4 separate regions of the Mus musculus genome follow, and all the other regions are linked to region 3. Evidence: chromatin contacts called from public promoter capture Hi-C data. All regions are on one chromosome and are shown on one strand. The core of a region is the stretch at or near the end of the contact, and the rest is flanking DNA. Distances in the headings are between cores, read along the strand shown.

Region 1 (2,775 bases), core at 167-2,666, 410 kb after region 3:
AAAATAATTTATTTATTATATGTAAGTACATTGTAGCTGTCTTTAGACACCAGAAAAGGGCCTCATATGTTACTACAGATGGTTGTGAGCCACCATGTGGTTGCTGGGATTTGAACTCAGGACCTCCTGAAAAGCTGTTAGTGCTCTTACCCGCTGAGCTATCTCACCATCCCCAGCATCCATCTTTTAAGAATAATTTAGTTTAAATGCTATAACTCAGTAATTCTTCTAGCTTCTACTCATAATCAAATTTCAAAGTCACTTTCATGTGTCCAGGCATTTATTTCAACAGAGCCCCATTCCCAGAACCAAAACCTGTGAGGTGCTCCTAGCCAGCAAACAGAAAAGCTAGTGTTAGAAGTCTGGTCCTAAGCATGCAGTCTTCTATAAATTCTAGTTCCAAGGGCTCCTACATCCTTTTCTGGACACCAAAGCATGTCCCTTCACATATGCCCACAAACAGACACATAAAATCAATTAAAAAAAAAAAACTAAACATGATTGCTGTTTGCATTCTCTTTTTTATCGAATGTCTTGTTGCAACCATTTCTCTAAATATCATCCCCTTTCCTTAAAGTTTTCATGTGTAGCATTATCATTTCCAGGTCTGGTGCTCTCAGCTAAGGAGGGGAGCCACTTTAGCCCTTCTGTCAAATAACTGGGGAGGAACAGAAGCCCTTAGATGAGTGGGCCACATCTTTGAAACATAAAAACCTATTTGTTGCAATCTTCTGTGTTCGTCTAGAGCACTAATGGATATGCTTTAAGTGCTAGGCAAGGAAACGTGCAGTATGTAAAATACTGTACCATCACCTTCTCCCGGCTTCTTTAGTATTTAAAAAAAAAATGAGAGTCGTTTTTCGAAGACATGAAAACGAAAAAATATTTTCAAAACGACAAATACCATATAAATGAGAATGCAGACCAACCAGGTAATAAAAGTAGGGTTGAACGATGAAATGTACGCTTGCATTTTGAAATTCTCTGTGAGGGGAGGTCAGATCCTTAGGAGGTGGAGAAGGTGGATCAGGATTTCAAGGCCAGCCACATGTATATAGCAAGTTCGAGACCAGCCTGAGGGGCATGGTACTGCCCCCAACATCTCCGCCCAAAACCCTGAGGGTGTGTGAATATTGGTTACAAACGCTATATATGGCCACCTCTGCTCACAATCCAAATCACTGGACACAAACGGTAGGCAGGTTCAACCTCCCGAGCCACCAGGAGGGACTGCAGCATTTGTGGAAACCTGGGAAAAGTAATTCAGAAACACTGCGCGTTGCATTCTGGGAATTGTGGTCCTTTGTGTTCCCCGGTGAGGCGCTCCTGTGTGTTGCGGGGAGGGGGAAACCAAGGGAAAGGGTCTACGCGACCGGAAGTGACCGCTAAGCCGACTGTGGGCGTGGAAAGGGGTGGGCGTTTGGCTCGTCCCACGGCGTAAACTCACAGCCTGAGTTTTGATGACCATCCCAGGTCATCTGGATCCAGGATCCTTGGAGTGCGTCACAAGACTGGAGTCCAGGTATCACCATGGCAACCACCAGCGCCTTGGGTGTGTGACGTCACCTTGCGGGCTCGCGTAGTGCGGCATGCGCGGGAGGAAGCCGGGGAGTCAGGGAAGGGGGCGCGCCTCCCCTCGGCGTTGCCGGGGACCGCGGGTTCCCCAAGGCTTTGTTCCTTTGTTCTGGGCCGGGCCAGCAAAATGCGGAGCAGCCCGCCTTTCTGGTGTGCCCCGCAACAGGTGTGTCTGGCCGCCTGGGAAAGTGGGAGATCGCAGACCCTGTGGAGGGCGGGTGGCCAAGACTAGGTGGGCGCCCAGAGTCTCTACTGCAGCGAGGCAGAGCTGTTCGCTCCCTATTCACTTTTTGTTTCTTGTAGCAATCCAAACTTCCCCTGTGCACGTCCGATCTTGGACAGGACCTCTTGGCTACTCTGTACGAGTCTGAGGTGCGACTGTAAGACGCGTGCTGCAGAGTGTATCCTGTGCCTGGTAGGCCAGTCTCGTAGAGCATAAGACACCTACTCTGGAAGGAGAGCGGGACATCCAAGTCCCAAACTGAAGCTGCCCAGGTATCCACGTGTCCAAGTTCTAGCGGAAGACGTAGAGCTCCTGGGATGGCAGGTAATGGCAATGGCCAGGGCAGAGAGGACTGGTGTATGGCGAACTGAGAGGTGGGAGGAAGAAGTAATGTGGCCAGGGGTAAAGAAACCTAATTACATCATCGAAAGAGGCTTGAAAGAATTAATTCTGAGTTCTGGACATCAGAATTTGAAAAGGAACAACAGTTCAGAATATCTGATCCTCTTGACATTTCTCTTTTATTACATTTCCGAATAGAAAACTTTAGTCAGAAAAAAAAAGGTGTTTTAACTTATTGCAAAGATTAGTTTTGAAATATCTTGCAGAAAGCAATTTTTTCAAGCTTGTTCTGGTGCAAGTGTGTGTGTGGACTTAAACTCACCATTTGGGTGCAAATGTTTCCTTGTTTTTTAGTTCCTTTTACTAACAGTGCCTAGTCCTGTAACCTGTGTGTAGATCTTAAAAGCACCAGATACTGTCAGTAATTTTACAATGATGCCGTTACCTGTGAATTCAGCTGTTAGAACTCCTAAGTTCCCTGTCAAGCAGCCTAAGTCTCATTTCCTATGATAGGTCCATATAAGATCGCTAGACTTCTTTGAGTAGTCTTTTCCTAGTTAGCATATTTCTTACATTGCAATGCCTAAAACTAAACAGTTCTTTAAATGTCCTTTTAAAAATACCTAAGAGTATGA
Region 2 (3,099 bases), core at 194-2,693, 500 kb after region 3:
ACCAACTGCTTACAATTTTGTAGCCTCTCAGATCAATAATACTGAACTTGGAATCATTATTTCAACACAATTAATTAGGCTCTATTTTTAGAAATGAACTGCAGAGCACACATATTCTTTACACTGTTTTGTTAAATTTTATTCTTGGGTCAAGTTGAGGACTTTATCCCCTTCGTTACCAGGCAGGCTCTTACCCCCCCTCCCCCCCCCGAGTTTCTGCTCCTTTGAGCAGTAAGATTTGTGAAAACATTATGGGGATTTAGAAGAAAAAAAAAGTAACTTAAAATTGATCGTTTACTTCTGGCTAGCAGGTGGGCATGCACACACACCAGTTAAGCAGCATTAAGACCTGTAAAGTCTTCTAACATGTTCTGCTGCAAAGTGGAAAAAAAAAGTAAAACCTCATCTGTTGAAGGTTAACCAGACCTGGTGTCTATGATAGATTATGCCAGCTTGGGAAGGTCAAAGTCCCAATATCCAAGGCAGAGGCAGACTGGCTTGTCCTACAGTGGGTTTTAATGAGATTGTCTGAAAAAACAAAAAATACTTGATGAAAAAAAGACCAAGAAAGCAGTTTCAAGATCCAAATATTCCTAGAAGGGTTAAACTTGAATGCTTAAGTCCCACGCGGAGAGAACACATTTACACTGGACTGCAGCTTACTCACCACGTGGTTGGAATTAGTACTATCACTTCACAAAGGAGATCTTAGATTTACATGTACCAGCTTCTTTCTGGACTTTGTGTGTGGCTCTGAAAAGAGCCTTTGGGAGATATTGAAACCTGCTTCACTTGGCCTTGTGGTGGCTCTCGGTCTTCTTGGGCAGCAGCACGGCCTGGATGTTGGGCAGGACGCCGCCCTGCGCGATGGTCACGCGGCCCAGCAGCTTGTTGAGCTCCTCGTCGTTGCGGATGGCCAGCTGCAGGTGGCGCGGGATGATGCGCGTCTTCTTGTTGTCGCGGGCCGCGTTGCCCGCCAGCTCCAGGATCTCGGCCGTCAGGTACTCCAGCACGGCCGCCAGGTACACCGGGGCGCCGGCGCCCACGCGCTCCGAGTAGTTGCCCTTGCGGAGCAGCCGGTGCACGCGGCCCACGGGGAACTGCAGGCCGGCCCGGGAGGAGCGGGTCTTGGCCTTGGCGCGAGCCTTGCCGCCCTGCTTACCGCGTCCAGACATATTGTACAACTTAAAACTTCCCTGGTAAGCGTTAGCTAAACAGCAGAAACAAAGGGAAACTCTGTAGATTTTTATAGTCAAGCCAGGGCGCGAAAAAGGAGGCCCGTCATTGGTTAGCATTGTGAGTTCAACTTAACCAATGGAAACGAGGTTTTGGGAGTTGTGTATTCTCATTGGGTAAAAGCAGGCTCAGCCTTTTCTCTGAGTGACCACTACCCAGACAAGGGCATTTCACTTTATTTGCATACGAAGTTCTAGATAAAGAGTACCCGTGGTGTTCCTATCTGCTTGTCCTGTTGGGTGTTCAGCTTTGTTTTCTATTCATTTCTACGCCATGCCTGAGCCTGCGAAGTCCGCTCCCGCCCCGAAGAAGGGCTCCAAGAAGGCCGTCACCAAGGCCCAGAAGAAGGACGGCAAGAAGCGCAAGCGCAGCCGCAAGGAGAGCTACTCGGTGTACGTGTACAAGGTGCTGAAGCAAGTGCACCCCGACACCGGCATCTCCTCCAAGGCCATGGGCATCATGAACTCGTTCGTGAACGACATCTTCGAGCGCATCGCGAGCGAGGCGTCCCGCCTGGCGCATTACAACAAGCGCTCGACCATCACGTCCCGGGAGATCCAGACGGCCGTGCGCCTGCTGCTGCCCGGGGAGCTGGCCAAGCACGCCGTGTCGGAGGGCACCAAGGCTGTCACCAAGTATACTAGCGCCAAGTAAACTTCTCAATAGGGTTGACGTCTAGCACCAAAGGCTCTTTTAAGAGCCACTAAACCACCAGTATTAGAGCTGCAAACATGAATTCACCTTCGAGTACGGCTCTTGATTCCTGTGGCAGGTGTATGTAGTGTTGAATGCACTACAGAGTTGCTTGTCTCGGTCAGGGTCTCCCAGTTTTGTGTAAGCCACAATGACCTTTTGACTTAAAGTTATATTGTATTCTGGCGTAATTTGTTCAAAATCAGGTCAGGGCTGAGGGTGTAAATTCAGCTGGGAGAGTGTTTGGCATACCTGAAGCTCAGCTTAGTCCCCATTGCTGCGTAAGTTTGGATGAGGTGGAGCGCATCTATAATGCTTGTGTTCTGGTAAGTAGAAGTAAGATTAGGATCTTAAAATCGTGTTCTGTGTTAGAAATTCTGGCTAGGTTAGCTTACAAGATCCGGTCTCCTGTTAAAAAAAGTTAAATGGAGGCTAGTTAAGCCAAACCAGACAAAACCAACGATTTAAACCTTGCTGTAGTTGTGCCTGCCTTTATTTGAACCCAGCACTCTGAAGGCAAAGCCAGGTGGATGCCTGTTTGAGGCCGGTCTAGTCTACCGAGTGAGTTTGAACAGTCAGGGCTGCACAGTGAAACCCTGGGGTGTGGTGTGGAGGCAGAGGGGACCCATGGGGGACAATTTATTTAAAGGGAAACATTTTTGCCTCTTCCCTGTCTAAGCTTTAAGGATACAGATATTGAGAATACAGGATGGATTGCTTTCTCCTGGAGGTGATCTTACAGGTGAGCAAGGTCAGACTGGAATATTTTATCAAGCAGAACAAGTTTTCTATCCATCCAAGTCTTTATTAGAAATTTGCCTGTTAGGTTAATATTCTGAAAACATATAAAATGACTGTAATCACTTCTTGAGTGCTTATCAACATGCCAAGCATATGAACCCATTTAATTTTTTTTTTTTCGAGACAGGGTTTCTCTGTGTAGCCCTGGACCAGGCTGGCCTCGAACTCAGAAATCCATATGCCTCTGCCTCCCAAGTGTTGGGATTAAATGCGTGCACCACCACTGCCCAGCCCATTTAATCTTTACACAAATCTGAGGTAGTATTTACTATTTTATTTTATTTTTTTTAATGCTGGAAGCAATCTAGAGGGATATAAAGAAAACTATTTTCAAAGCAAAGAGCAAGGGTGGAGGTAATTAATTGGAGA
Region 3 (2,899 bases), core at 347-2,846:
AGCCTGACAACCCGAGTTTACTTTCCCAGAACCCACAAGGTGGAAGGAGAAGACAGACTCCTGCAATTGTCCTCTGACCTCCACTACGGTACTGTGGCATGAGTGGACCTTACCTATCCTCCCCAAACAAAACAAAATTCTCTAAGGTTGTTTTCAAACTGGTGATTTCCCAACCCTAGTACAGCATGCAATTAATTACGGGCATGCACCAACATACATGGCCATTTCATTCTCCTCTCTAATAATTTTGTGCATACACATTGCAGTGTTGGAAAGTACCTACAGAGAAACACTGATCCCTACACACCATCCTTGAAGAACATCTGGTCAGGATGATTGCCTTATGAACGGAAAGGCAACAATCTTAGGCTTATTCGGGATCGAAAATGTTAAAGCCTTGAAAACTAAGGAAGGCACAACTCAAATACTGGCTTCTCAAGAGATGCAGGAGATGTACTTTCCTTTCTGATTAATTAAACTTGAGAGATGTCTGAGAACCGAATACAAACCAGGAATGATAATCTCCAGGTTTTAGAGATTAAGAAGAAGTAGATGAAACAAACATGCTTTGTAGTTATCTGAAATGGCATTCATTCATTTTGTTTGTTTGTTTTGGAGATTTTAAAAGTTATTTTAATAAGGCTTGAGCATGAGGGTTAGGAGAAAGGCACTCAGGAGAGGGCCAGACGCACAAGCGTGGCTATGGGCTTCTCAAGGAAGTTGCTTTGATGAATGCTTTTAAGACTGACATTTTTATATTTAACCACAAGGAACTCAAAACGTGCACATTCACTAAAATGATGATTGCTGCATAGCAATACTTAAGTGAATCGGACAAATAGAAGTATGTGGTCAAGTGGTGGTCAACGTCTTAGAAATCCAACAGAGATTACTCATGAATGACCCGAGTTTTGGGAATGGGAACCTACCGAATTTTCAAGATTCTATTTCAGTTAGCTTTAATAAACTAGGTAAGCAAAGTATTCTGAATAAGGTTTAATTTTGTTACCCCAGAATTACTTAAAGTATTTCTTTTGCATACAACTGTTCAGCCATTACATGAACTACTTTCATAATATACTTCTTTTATGGGTAGAAAAAAAAAAAAAAGAGTAACAAAAAAAAAAAAAATCAAAGATTTCCACGTGGGGTAGAGGCTTCAAAAGAAAAAAATTATTATCTTTAAAAATGAATTTTGAGACCGATCGGCAAAACTGCTGAGTAGAAACAGTTGGTACACGGGCCGGCTTTACAAGTAAGAGCGAGTGCAAAATTATATACATGATGACTGGCGATGAGGAGAGCCATCCCGTAGGAAGTTGGGGCCGGGTGTCGGCCTGCTCAGCGGCGGCAGGCCCTGAACCGACCCGCTCCCCGCTCTCGGGCCTCCGCTGCCCGAGCGCCCCTGCTCGGCCCAGCGCACTCACCGAGAGCTCCCCACGCTGCCCGAGGGCGGGAGGCGGCACAGCGCGGACAGGGAAGCGCGCGAGGAGACGCGACGGACACCGAACCCGAGCGGGACCCCTGCAGCCGCTAAGTTCCAAACCCTTGGAGCCGCAGAGCCGGGCAGCACGCATCTTGCCCCACAGCCACTTCCGGAAGCTCTCTAGGAAGCTCGGAGGTCTGACAGCTCTATGGTAGGCCAGCAAAAGGACCGAGCGCCCTCAGCTACACCAGGTGGAGGGCGGCTATGCGGGACATCCTGAGGAGTGACATAGCTTTAAGTCACCTAAGCTTTTGTCTGGCCAGCCTCGGGCTTCAGGTGACAAGTTTAAGAGTTGGGTGGCTGATCACAGATCCAGAGGCCTGCGCTGGGCTCAGGAGTATACTTAACGGATTTCTCTTTATTCTTCTTAGTTACCTTGTGCTTTCCCATTAATGCTTCATGATTACTCCAAATTCCCAACTTTCACTGCGTATTGAAGAATTTAAACCTTTGTAGTTCCTAGGAACAGTAGTATATTTATAAAGTTCCTACTGACCATTGCTTTCTCTTTGACTATGAGTGTTCTCATCCTCCAGATACTTATGGTTGGAAACAACAAAACGTCTACAAAATAACCAGACCCCTAACTTAAAATTTAAATAGAAAATTGGTGGAAAACAATGAACATTGGTTTACTTTTTAATGTCAAAGACAACTTTTATCTGTTTCAACTTGTTGAGATAGAGTTGGTGAATCTCATTCTCATCTCGAGGAAATGAGGCAGAGGACATGTGAATGTCTTACCTAGTGTCATATAAACGAATGGACAAGCAAAGAACTAGAACAGAAGGGAGAAGTCATATTCAGCCAGGAATTGCCAAGCTTGGGTCACAAGTGAACACAATAGACAGGGTTACATTTTGTTGTTTTGCTAGTTTAGATCAAGTCTCTCTGTAGCCCTAGCTGGCCGCAGGGCAAACTTCCTGCCTCACCTTCCCAAGTGTTGGGATTAAAAGCATAAATCAAGTGATTATAAATTTGGGATTATAAAATTGGTATTATAAATGTAAGTCAATACAAATAGGTTAAAGCCTTCTGAAGTTGATTCCTCTTTCAAAACAACTAAATTAGAAATAAAAGAATATTTGACTCATATTCTTTGATTCAAGTTTTTAAATGATGATTGAAGTTTTGCCCACATTATGGGCACTCGTGGTCTCTAAGGTAGATTCTGTCTATTAATCCTGAGCACTAAGTAATTTTTGGTACTGTTCTCTTTTTAGTAGAACTAATTTACTCTATAAATTCTCTGATACCTAGTTAGAGCCTAACTTATACAGGCTTTCCACACTTTATGTACCCATAGGGTTTTAGCCTATATGGATTCTCTGATGTTTAATAACACCTCTGTGCCCACTGAGATCTTTCCCATACTCTATGTTTATAGGACTTCAGTGTGTGTTCTATAATTTC
Region 4 (2,777 bases), core at 221-2,720, 470 kb after region 3:
TCCTGGAATCGAGCTCCTTTCTCACGTTGTACAGACCTACAAAGTAAAAGAAATGCATTTCTATCTGCACCTTTGTCCTGTGAATTTCCTGGAGGAGTTGAAGGCTGGCTGAGATTACACATCGTGGGCTAACTAGCTCTATGGACTCCAGCACATACTGGATTAGTAAACATGAGACGTGTTCTGTGTCTGACTGACAAGGCTGATGTCATGCTGTGTTCCTCCTGGTCCTTTTTTTTTTTGTTATCTCTGCCAGTCTTACATATGTAAGTGCAAATAGAGCATTTACAATCATCTGGGCTTCATCTAACCCAGAAGTGAGCCTTCATAAAAAAACCCCTGTAGTGCTCACTTAATGCATTTATTTTAATTGTATATCTGAGATTAAAACATAAAGGCAAAAGAAAAATAATAACAAAATTTCTCTGTTCTGATAAAATAAGATACATGTTGCTCTTGCTCACCCTCCTTCCCCACTGTCCTTTGACCTCCTCCTTTCATTGGTCTCCCTTCTCCTCTACAGTCGTCCTCTTTCAGTTGATGTGGTTTCATTAAATTATTGGTTTTGCAAGTCTGGGAGACTTGCCTCTAGGAACAGGTTGGGAAAAGAGGGAGGCTGTGCTTGAGATTTTTTATTTTTTTTTAAAGCTTTTTTAAACCAGTAAGAGTGAGGTCCAGACATGTCACCCTGGACATCTCATCTCGAGACTGGCAGGAGTAAGAATTACTCCCTCCCTGATCTGGCCTGCATGCCCAGAGGCACATAGCCTTACAACTCCCACCTCCACCACTGTTTAAGTAGACACTAGCCTGGTGGCCAACTTACAGGTTTAATTTCCCCTCTTCCTATAAGGACATGTCTAGCAAGCACCTGGAATTCCTCTTCATGTAAATGAGGCATTCCCAGCACCTCAGTCCCAGCAAATGATGTACACTCATCCTAAAATCCCCCAACCCACTTCCCAGGTGTGCAACAGTGCCTGAATACCTGGAAGGCAGGAGCAGAACCGGTCAGACACATGAGACCTATCCAAAAGGCCTGAGAATGTTAGAGCGAAGAAGATTGACCGAATCCATGCAGGTCTCACACTGCAAGGAACTTTGCAGACGGCACATGCAGCATAGTAGGAGGGAAACCCCAAGTATGTGGATTCTGCATGGAGTGCATGATTCTCTTTTTGGGGGGGAAGGGCAGCATGACTCTCTTAACAGATGATAAGCACACACCATGTGCAAGGCCATCACACACGCTACAGTTAGACCTGGTGAGGAAATGTGGTTAGAGGCTAATAAAAGACCCAGGGTGGTTTCTGTAAGCAGAACTAAGGTTAGCCCTAAGTGTTAAAACTTGTTCTCTGGGTTTGAACTTCCTCACAGAGAGAGAGGTTACACCTTTTCTGTCTAGCCTTCCCTCATTCTCAACCTGCCCCTTAGAGTCTGTCACTCCCCTGGACTCCCTATGTCCTAGTATTAGTGGCAGCTGCTCATAGGGGTGAGCTGTGCTACAGCCTAAGAGACTAGCTTTGGGACCAACCCCCAAACTGGAACGTAGAAAACCAGGGGGACTAGCCAGAACTCAAGACTTTTCAGGCAAGAAGCTAGAGTACTGGAGAGTGGTGACATTTGCTTGTGGGGAGAAGAAGGGAGTAAAGAAGGTACTAAAGGAAGATCAAAAGAAGGAGGAGGTTTGTGTAGCCTCCCATTTCCTCCAAACGGAAACACACAGAATGCAGGGACAGACTATTGGTTCCCTTTCCTAGAGCTGTGACCACATAAGTGACAGGAAACACTGAGGGAAGGGCGGGGCTTGCTTTGGCTCGCATTATGGAATACAGCCCATCACAGTGGCAGAGGTATTCGAGCTGGGCTGTGAGGCAGCTGCTCACATCATGCCCACAGTCACAGCAGAGAGAAATGAATGCCGGTGCTCACCATTTCTTTTATTCAGCTGGGAGTTCAGTAATGGGTGTTACCACCATTTCAGGCGGGTCTTTCCTCTTCAGTATAACTTTACTGAAAACGTGCTCAAAGGTAGTCAGTCAGTCCAGGGTTATGTTTCCATGTGATTCTAAATTCAGGTAGGCTGACAATGAAGTTCAACTACCACAGACTAAAACTCAGGAGAGACAGAGTCAGGATGTGAAGAGTTCTATGCAGTAGGTGCCAGTCAAGAATGAAGAGACAGAATTTAAGCCAGGTTCTTATCTGGGAGAAGGCGGCTCCAGCATGGAAAGCCACATTCCCCTGACATTTACCATACAGAATATCACTACCTACAAAGGACAGTAATCATTTGCCTACATTTATACTAATCCGTGACAAAGAACTTCTAGTTGGCAATGAAGATAAATTGAGAACAAGCAGGCAGAACAGGCACTGAGTCCCACGTCTAGGAACTTCCTCCTTCCAAACAGCTGTTTTCTCTTCTACAGTGAAGAAAAATGCCAGGATGCAGTTCCTGTGATGGGACTGTCAAAGGGCTGGGTTTTGATCCCACATCAACTCTGGCTCTTCTTTATATCTTTGAGCCAATCCTGTAATTGCTGGGAGATTTTCTGTGAAGAAGAGATGGAGAACATTCTGGAGTCAGAACTCAGCACCAGTAAAAGATGAGTTATACAAATAAGTATGTGAGTGAGAATATAAAACATTCAGGATCTTTTCTCTTACCTGACGTCCCAGGCGGAGGCTGGGAGAGTCTGAAGGCCTCATAGGTGCCATATCGAAGCAGTGGGAAGCACTAGGAATTAGAAGGGCTGGCTCAGACAGTCCTAAGT

What was found. Promoter capture Hi-C pulls out the DNA fragments that hold promoters and counts their contacts. Capture Hi-C pulls out chosen DNA fragments and counts their contacts.
Region 1: a promoter capture Hi-C map of adipose tissue shows a contact between it and region 3. The contact joins the promoter of Zfp184 here to the promoter of Zkscan8 in region 3. A contact is called at or near these places in 4 of 39 promoter capture datasets (cranial neural crest, hippocampal neurons, liver and 1 more), 1 of 484 Hi-C or Micro-C datasets (pre-B cells), 1 of 115 datasets of contacts at active chromatin or transcription factors (microglia) and 2 of 9 other capture datasets (adipose tissue and liver).
Region 2: a promoter capture Hi-C map of second pharyngeal arch cranial neural crest shows a contact between it and region 3. The contact joins the promoter of H2bc12 here to the promoter of Zkscan8 in region 3. A contact is called at or near these places in 9 of 39 promoter capture datasets (the 3T3-L1 cell line, cranial neural crest, frontonasal cranial neural crest and 5 more), 7 of 484 Hi-C or Micro-C datasets (B cells, CD4 T cells, cerebellum and 4 more), 2 of 115 datasets of contacts at active chromatin or transcription factors (astrocytes and bone marrow-derived macrophages) and 2 of 9 other capture datasets (liver and macrophages).
Region 4: a promoter capture Hi-C map of pre-B cells shows a contact between it and region 3. The contact joins the enhancer-like site here to the promoter of Zkscan8 in region 3. A contact is called at or near these places in 3 of 39 promoter capture datasets (neural stem cells, neutrophils and pre-B cells).

Annotation. Positions count from the first base shown.
Region 1 is chr13:21,943,678-21,946,452 of GRCm38.p6, forward strand. Zfp184 (zinc finger protein 184 (Kruppel-like)) reads left to right here and starts at 1,417. Exons shown (of 6, transcript NM_183014.1): 1 at 1,417-1,522; 2 at 1,879-2,122. The coding sequence starts at 2,116.
Region 2 is chr13:22,034,378-22,037,476 of GRCm38.p6, forward strand. It overlaps H2bc12 (H2B clustered histone 12), which reads left to right and starts at 1,444. Exons shown (of 1, transcript NM_175665.2): 1 at 1,444-1,943. The coding sequence starts at 1,510. The coding sequence ends at 1,890. It overlaps H2ac12 (H2A clustered histone 12), which reads right to left and starts at 1,266. Exons shown (of 1, transcript NM_175659.2): 1 at 745-1,266. The coding sequence starts at 1,175. The coding sequence ends at 789.
Region 3 is chr13:21,529,518-21,532,416 of GRCm38.p6, forward strand. It overlaps Zkscan8 (zinc finger with KRAB and SCAN domains 8), which reads right to left and starts at 1,597. Exons shown (of 6, transcript NM_139141.4): 1 at 1,428-1,597. Gm32724 (a long non-coding RNA gene) reads left to right here and starts at 1,552. Exons shown (of 5, transcript XR_001780870.1): 1 at 1,552-1,637.
Region 4 is chr13:22,000,256-22,003,032 of GRCm38.p6, forward strand. It overlaps Prss16 (protease, serine 16 (thymus)), which reads right to left. Exons shown (of 12, transcript NM_019429.2): 11 at 2,671-2,777; 12 at 1,921-2,555. The coding sequence ends at 2,499. Among named protein-coding and RNA genes, the nearest start is that of n-TQctg1, 5.0 kb to the left of the region's middle. Within about 2 kb of position 1,471, at least 64 of the 459 cell types and tissues checked have an H3K27ac peak or open chromatin away from gene starts, as enhancers often do. A contact at or near this core is called in pre-B cells, where this site is marked.